2 separate regions of the Hordeum vulgare genome follow, and region 1 is linked to region 2. Evidence: chromatin contacts called from public Hi-C data. All regions are on one chromosome and are shown on one strand. The core of a region is the stretch at or near the end of the contact, and the rest is flanking DNA. Distances in the headings are between cores, read along the strand shown. Region 1 holds the start of LOC123406155 (DEAD-box ATP-dependent RNA helicase 47A). Region 2 holds the start of LOC123404180 (putative PAP-specific phosphatase, mitochondrial).

Evidence for each region. A called contact is a pair of places that touch in the nucleus more often than the background predicts.
Region 1: a Hi-C map of seedling shows a contact between it and region 2, with 3 times the contacts expected there. The contact joins the promoter of LOC123406155 here to the promoter of LOC123404180 in region 2. A contact is called at or near these places in 3 of 6 Hi-C or Micro-C datasets (leaf and seedling) and 1 of 1 datasets of contacts at active chromatin or transcription factors (embryo).

What each region holds. Positions count from the first base shown.
Region 1 is chr6H:388,035,206-388,038,861 of MorexV3_pseudomolecules_assembly, forward strand. LOC123406155 (DEAD-box ATP-dependent RNA helicase 47A) reads right to left here and starts at 2,177. Exons shown (of 2, transcript XM_045099633.1): 1 at 1,937-2,177; 2 at 1-1,795. The coding sequence starts at 1,681.
Region 2 is chr6H:387,594,763-387,598,627 of MorexV3_pseudomolecules_assembly, forward strand. LOC123404180 (putative PAP-specific phosphatase, mitochondrial) reads right to left here and starts at 1,668. Exons shown (of 9, transcript XM_045098095.1): 1 at 1,468-1,668; 2 at 1,231-1,363. The coding sequence starts at 1,643.

The DNA of each region.
Region 1 (3,656 bases), core at 927-3,426, 440 kb after region 2:
AGACCACAGTCCCTTTCCGCCCAAGACGCCCAGTCCGGCCAGCCCTGTGGGCGTAATGTGTAGAGTCTGTGGGAAGATCCAGGTTAATCACAAGGTCGCATTCTGGTATGTCCAATCCTCTCGCGGACAACTCGTTTGTGACCAAAACCCTGAATTCACCTGCCTTGAACTTCTTTAGGACTGTTGACCTTGCAAGCTTCCCAAGATCTCCATGTAGCTCGATGGCTTTCATCCCACGGGCCTCCAACTTAAACACAACATCCTTCAGTGGCTTGGTGTTATTCATAAATGCAATCACTGTCTCTGCTTCCAGGGCGTGGATGCATCTCCTTAAAGTGTCAACTTTGTGGTGAGCCTTGGTTGTACAGTAGTAATGCTCCAACGAGGGCGGTAAGCTGTCAACTGCAGCTTGATTCACTGACATTGTTGGAGAATCAGAGTTAGGGTCACCCTGGGACAGCATGGGCCTTGGAACAGTGATCGAGTCAAGCGGAACTACACTCTTAGCCCTAACAAGAACTGGATCATGGCCCCAACTCCTGGCTGCACGTATAACTGAAAATGGCACTGTTGCTGAAACCAAGATTGTCTGACGCTCAGACCGCCTAGCAAGTGGACCAAGGATGTGACTAGAAGATGAAGTGCTAGGTTTCCTTCCAACATGCTCCAGTATTCTATGCATATCCTCGCGGTAATTAAATGATAAGAGCTGGTCAACTTCATCCAGTACAAGAAAACGACAGTTGTGAGTTTGTAGCTTACCCGCCGCTGAAATTTCCGAAATACGGCCAGGTGTTCCAACAACTATGATAGGCTTGTTCTTCTTCAGTGCTTCCTCTTGCCTCGAACGGTTAGCACCGCCAACAAGTTGCTGGACAAGTCTCTTATCATCAGGACCCAGAATCTTCTCCACTTCTCGCACTATCTGCATTCCTAGCTCTCTTGAAGGAGCAACAACAACAGCTTCTATACCTGATCTCTTCTCAGAATTACCCTGCTCTCTAGCCCTCTTCAGGGGTCCTATTTCAGAAAGAATAGGGAGAAGGTACGCAAGTGTTTTCCCTGACCCTGTATATGATTGAATAACCGCATCATGCCTTTGAGATATGACAGGAATAGAAGCAGATTGGACCTCAGTTGGAGAGGTTAGGCCTTCCTTGTTCAGCCGGTCAATGAGCAAAGGTGGCAGACCGAGCTCTTCAAATGAACTTGCAGAAAATAAAGCCTCATCGATCTTCAGTTTCTTCTTCACCACTGGCGACTTTGGTAAGGCACTCTTTGCTGGCTTCAGATGAAGCGAAGAAACCTTCTTTGGTTTCGCGCTGAAAGCAGAATCTCTTGAGCTTGGCTTCGGACCTCCGGTTCGTGGCACCCTTTCCTTCTTGACATAATCAGTTTTGCTCTGTGGCACCCTTTCCTTCTTCACATAATCAGCTTTGCTTTGTGGCACCCTTTCCTTCTTCACATAATCAGCTTTGCTTTGGACTTCCAGGCTAGCCAGAGTTAGTGTGCTGCCGCTATCCTCGACGGTTTGACTACCCCGCCAAGCAGTCTGATGGAACCCAGAGGCCCGTGGCAGCGACAGCATTCTGAACGGGAGATGGTCACCGATGACAAAGCATGACCGAGATGACGCCAGCGCAAGAACATTCCGATGAACTTGCCCGATGATTAGCCTCATTTATGCTATTACTGAACAATGCCAAACACAGCACCTCAGCTCGATAACTGTAGTTATGTTTCAACTTTCAAGTACTTTATATCTCAGCAAGTTCAGGGCAGGATGCGCTTGTGGCTGTGCAGAAATAATCAGGCAACCAGGTCAGGTGAGTGACAAAACCAGGGGCGGATCTAGATAAAGTGCCGGTGTGCACACCAGAAAATTGGGGAAATTAGTTTGAGAATAAGTAATCACCGGATGACCAAAAGCTCATACCTTGGAAACAAATGTGCGGGGCAGAAAGGGAACGGCGATGGCGGCAGCGCGGGAGGGTTCTAGGGCTGTTGGGGGGGAGGGGTTGAGGCGTCGGCGGCCAAGCAAAGCTACGGGACGGCGGCAGCTCCAGGTCTGTAGGTGAGATTTTGGAGCCGAACTGGTTGGGGTTTGGGTAGGTCAGAGCAGGGGGGCTGCGCGGGCGAGGAAGGGGATAGGGGAGGAGTCTCGACTCTGGAGAAGGAAAATCTTGCTCTCGAGGGGATGGATTTTTGACGGTTCAGATCGTTTGCTGGCAGTGGGGAGCGAGGAAATTTCCTTGTGCATGTTTTTTATTTTTGGAGTAGCCTGTAAAATTATAATATTTTTTTCCTCATAAAAATATATTCCCTTAGTCCAAAATTACTTGTCATATAAATAGATTAAAAGATGCATAAAATTAAAATACATTTAGATACATCCACTTTCATAACAAGTACTCCCTCCGTTTCAAAATATAAGACCTTTTAGGTATTTCACTAGAAGACTACATACGGAGCAAAATGAGTGAATCTATACTCTAAAATATGTCTATGTACATCCGTATGTAGTTTATAGTATAATCTCTAAAAGGTCTTATATTTAGGAACGGAGGGAGTATTTCCGGATAAAAGGAGTAGTACATATAGATGGATAATGGCTCTAACTCGATATTAAAAGCTCTTTCCAATGAATCTCTCTTGATGTTTGACTTCCCACTTTTTTAATAAAGATAATATATTTATATCGCGAAGATACCAATTACATTCAACCTCTCCATCAACAATGTATTCAAAGGCATCAAGGATGCACACAGTTAAGAAAAAAATAAATATATAAATATATAAAACAAAGACCCCGTCGCGGTGATGAAACTCTCGCAACAACAACCCTCTAACCACCACCGAAGACAACACCTGAACCGCAAAATGTAATTCTCAAAAAACGATGTCTTCAAGAAGGAAACAATGCATCAGCATTGTCGTCGTTCGATCGAAGATATTGAGTTTTCACCCTCGAGAAAATCCATTCACCGTAAAAATTGCGACTCAATGCTCTAGGAGCACCCTAAAAATGCAGTTCACATGTGTTGCCGCCTCCTCTTATCAAGGTAGCTGTCGTAAGTCACCAACACCACACACACATGAAGAACATGTGCCTCCATTCTTCATCCACACCAGAACACCTCTACACAATTACAAACTCCGATTGGAGCAACCATGACTTTCTCCGCCCGTGTTAGTGCCATGAAATCTATATTTAGACATGTTCCATGGTCCCGTCAATAAAGCGAAGCTTCGCACCACACCCTCACGAAGCCTCACTAGCCAAAGATAAGGGAGCACACGACCGGATCGATTCCAATGTGGATATCCACTCGCGTCATGTGCTAATCAACATTATCACTGAGAGGAAGACCGGAACTCGCCGACGTCTTGATCGAGGAGGCTCACATCAAGGTGATCGACGTCTTGGCACTTGAAAAATAGCAGGGTCAAACCACCTTTGTTCTGGCTGGGCCAGCAGCCTCACACCACCAGCGTGCTCCCAACGATCGGAGCGAGCGGGCCGACCCATTTCAACCCGTATTGAGCCCAAGGTTGGCCCAGATCGGGCCCATGCACAAGCATCATCGGGAGATCTGCCGCGCACGCGCAACTCCTAATCAACCGACTACTGTGCAAATGTAGCGCCTCCGCCTCCA
Region 2 (3,865 bases), core at 418-2,917:
AATTGGCAACTGACAGTTTAACATTTGGGTTTAGTATAGTCTTTAACCTCTGAAACCTCTGGTGTAAGTAAACCTGAGTAGAACAAAATTGTTTTTCTGCTGCTAAACAAGGGTAATTTTCTAATGGCTAAATCCTATCTGTTCTACCTTTAGTTTTTGTGCTATTCTAAACATGATTTCAGCTTACTCTGACAGATATGCATATTAAATTTGCAATGCACTTGACCTATCTTGGCTATTGGAACATTGAATGACCAAAGTGGTGCTCAAAATATTGGTAGTTCACTCTGTACTGTAGTGCTATATTTTCCTGTGGCAAACTTTATAATACCAGAGAAGGACCTTTGCACACGGGAAGTCTCATGGTTTATCAAAGCTTCTCCATGTTGGCATTGCTAAAGATGGACGTTATGGTGCCCCACATAAGAATGCAAATTAGTTGACGATTTATAAAATCTGCGCTCAGCTCTGTAGCCGACTAACTAGCCGAGTTTTCAGTTTAGATAAAAAACTACTATGACTGAGTTTCAGAACGCCCAAAATCCGCACACGCCAATGCCGGAATCTGACTTTACCAAAGGGCCATGTCAGTTTATTACATACTCCCTCTGTCATTAAATATAGGTCTTTTTAGAGATTTCACTAGTGAACTATGTTGGCTTTTGAACGTGTGTATGCAGCTGTACAGGCGTGCCTACGCGATTCTTGCTTCGGCCGGCTACTTGACGGAACTTGCGTAACTAGCGACACGAATAAAACTGATCGATGGATTTGATGGCTAAAGGCCCGTGTCGAGCATTTGCTTTGTATTGCTTTACGTTTTTCTGATGCTACAATCAACACCCCTAGGGTGTCTTTTATACACGTCCACAAGGGACTATGGAAATAGACTAGGACTAGGAATCCTAATACTACTAGGACTCGGTTTGGCTTTCTTTCCTAATCCTAAAAAAACAACATGATTAACTTCTACATCTACATATGAAGCAAAATGAATGAATCTATATATTCTAAAATATTTATATATATATATATATATATCCGTATGTAGTGTTCTAGTAAATGTTTAAAAAGACTTATATTTAGAAACCGGAAATGGAGGGAGTATTACACTAGAGTCGCACGATAGTACGTATCACTGAACGGAGAATAATCCCACGCCCAGATCTGACAGGCCTCAAATTTCCTCAAACGGACAGATACAAAGGAGAGGGGACGAGTTGAACTCACATCCACGCAGAGGCGACAGGCGCGCTCGACGGAGGCGACAGCCGCGGCGAGCTCGCGGTGGTGGGAAGCGCGGTCCGGCGGGAAGGGCAGCGCGCACACCTCATGCGCGACCGGTGCCGCCGCCGCCGCCGCCCTGTGCAAGAACAATAAGCGGTGAGCCAACGAGGCGGCGGCTTGCTGTCAGAACTACTGACATAGTTGGGGTTAGGATAGTTCAGAGATTGGACAGGGCACGACCTTACAGAGAGGCGGGACGGATGATGCACCGGCGGGGCGATGAGCCTGCACTGCCGGACGACGAGGAGGCGGTGCGGCGGCGGCGAGGGGTGGAGGAGCGGCATGTGTGTGTGCGCGCGCGCGCGAGTGGCGGGAACAGAAGGGCCGACTCTTTTTGCAGGGATGCGTGTTCGCATGGACCGCCTATACGGTACGGGATAGGAATTACGTGACGCACAGGTGTTGGGCCTGCTTGTCCGAGTCTGCACCACTTCTGTCCACTTCCGAAAAAAATTGGTCCATCTCGCGATACGATATGACTGTGTCCTGCTGAGATATAATAAAAGGGAAAATCTAAAAAAAAACGCCGTACCATAGCTTTTTCATGCAGCGGATCCTCATGTGCAAGAATCTTCTACCTCATGATTACATCATCGTATTAAATCTTTTTTAAAATTTTAGAAATGATTTATCTCACAAATTAATAATTTGATTGGAGATTTGCTTTCACCGTTAGATTCGTTTCGACAAGACCTTCAAAATAAGATCTTATGCTGACATGTTTCATTAAACTTTTTTTCATCGTTTCTAGTTGCCACATTTATGTCATCATGGTTGTCATTTTATGGGTGTATAATTATCATAAAAATTATACATAGTTATCGGGACAATAATTTTATAATTGTTAAGTATTGTAATGTTATGTGAAGCTAAAAAATGGGCATTACAGCACTAACAATAAGCAAGTAGATGCATGAACTAGCAGAAGTACCATGAATCATGTTTTTTAATGGGGCATATTGACATTCATAAGCCTGATAACCAAATTGATTTAATGTAAGAACTATGTGACAAATAATGCGACAAGTAAGAGATAGTAATCTGGCAACTACCAACAAAAATAAAAGTTATCGAAACATATCGATATGGGATCTAGTTTTGAAAATCTCGTCGCGAAAAAGTCAATGGTGAAAGCGGATCATTAATTGAGATAATGGTTTGGAAGATAAATATTTTTTAAATACGAAACAAGAAGAATATTTAATGATGTCATGCTTGTGTATCTTCAAAACACTATACTATGGCTAGCCCTGTCACTACATGCATCTGATTTTGTTTTGTGGTTTCTTGAATTGCATACATTGACATGCATTGCTATTAGTACTCCTTGAATGCATGCCTAGCCTGTCATGTTTCTCCTTGGATCCGGATGCATGCAGTGCAAGACCATGTTCTTCATGCAAGACCAGGAGCACTGATTTTTTTTACATAATCAAAGTGTGGTTTAAAAATGCGATTTTCAAAGGAGGTATTGGCTGTCGCATTGGAAAACACAGGTGTGGCGCCGCCGTGTAGCGACGTCCATAATAAAATACGTACTTGAACATGTGGACGTGCATCAAAGCGGATACTTCAAATGAGTTTGGAACGGTGTTTGCGAACAATGAATATGATCTGTCATCCAACCCCATGCGCAAAATATTCACCTTTTATGCAATGCAGAGATGCGAGAGGAAGGAGGGAAAAATAGATTTATGATGGGCCCAACTACTAAAACTTGTCCATAGTGTGCCTAGAGTCTAGACTCCCCAAACTATTTTAATAAGCTAGCCATGATGATATTTTTCTAAAAAAAGGTGTACCACGTTCAATTGCTAAAATGTTTGATCTGGAGATCTAGAAGCTATTTGGTGTATCCTTTAGAGATCTTTTTGAGCGATAGGGTAAGAGCAACCCTAGCAGAGTCATGTATTGGTAGTAGCAGTCGGCCATCTTCGTCACCGTAGTCGCGACGATTAAAGATCTTGCATGGCAAAAAAAATTGAAAGACCCAACATGCTGCTGGCATTTCATTGATTTAGCAGAAGAGAGCGGAAAACAATATTGATCAAGTGATCAGGTGGATGAAAGAGTAGAGCAGAAAAATAAAAGATACAACTTATTGCCACCTTCGTGGAGCTTGCAAAGAGCGTGTGGTCGCCCTCGTAGTAGGGCGGGGGTGCCAACCCAGGGGTGGCTGGGTTGGCGCCATGCCGGCCATAGCTAGCGGAGCCGGAGGGCGCGGCTGAGATTGAGCAGGTTCAAGATGCCGAGGCCACCGTGTTGGAGCGGCGAGCATACCTTGTCCCATTTGATTTTATAGTGCCCGCCCACTAACTCTTGGTCTCCTGCCCATAGAAATCACCGTCTCTCTTTGTCGATCTCCTTCAAAAGCTTCGTCGGTGCTAGAATAACAGTGAGGGCAAAAGTTGGCAGCATAGAGAGGACGCACCGCACTAGAACTCGTCTTCAGGTCGTGGATAGAAGCCGTCCTTTCCATCTCGCTAGCCGGGCGCGAATTCTATCTAAGATGAATTGCATGTGGACTAGGCGAGTACTGGCCAGAGTGATCGGCATGCCTAGGTATCTAATCGGTAAA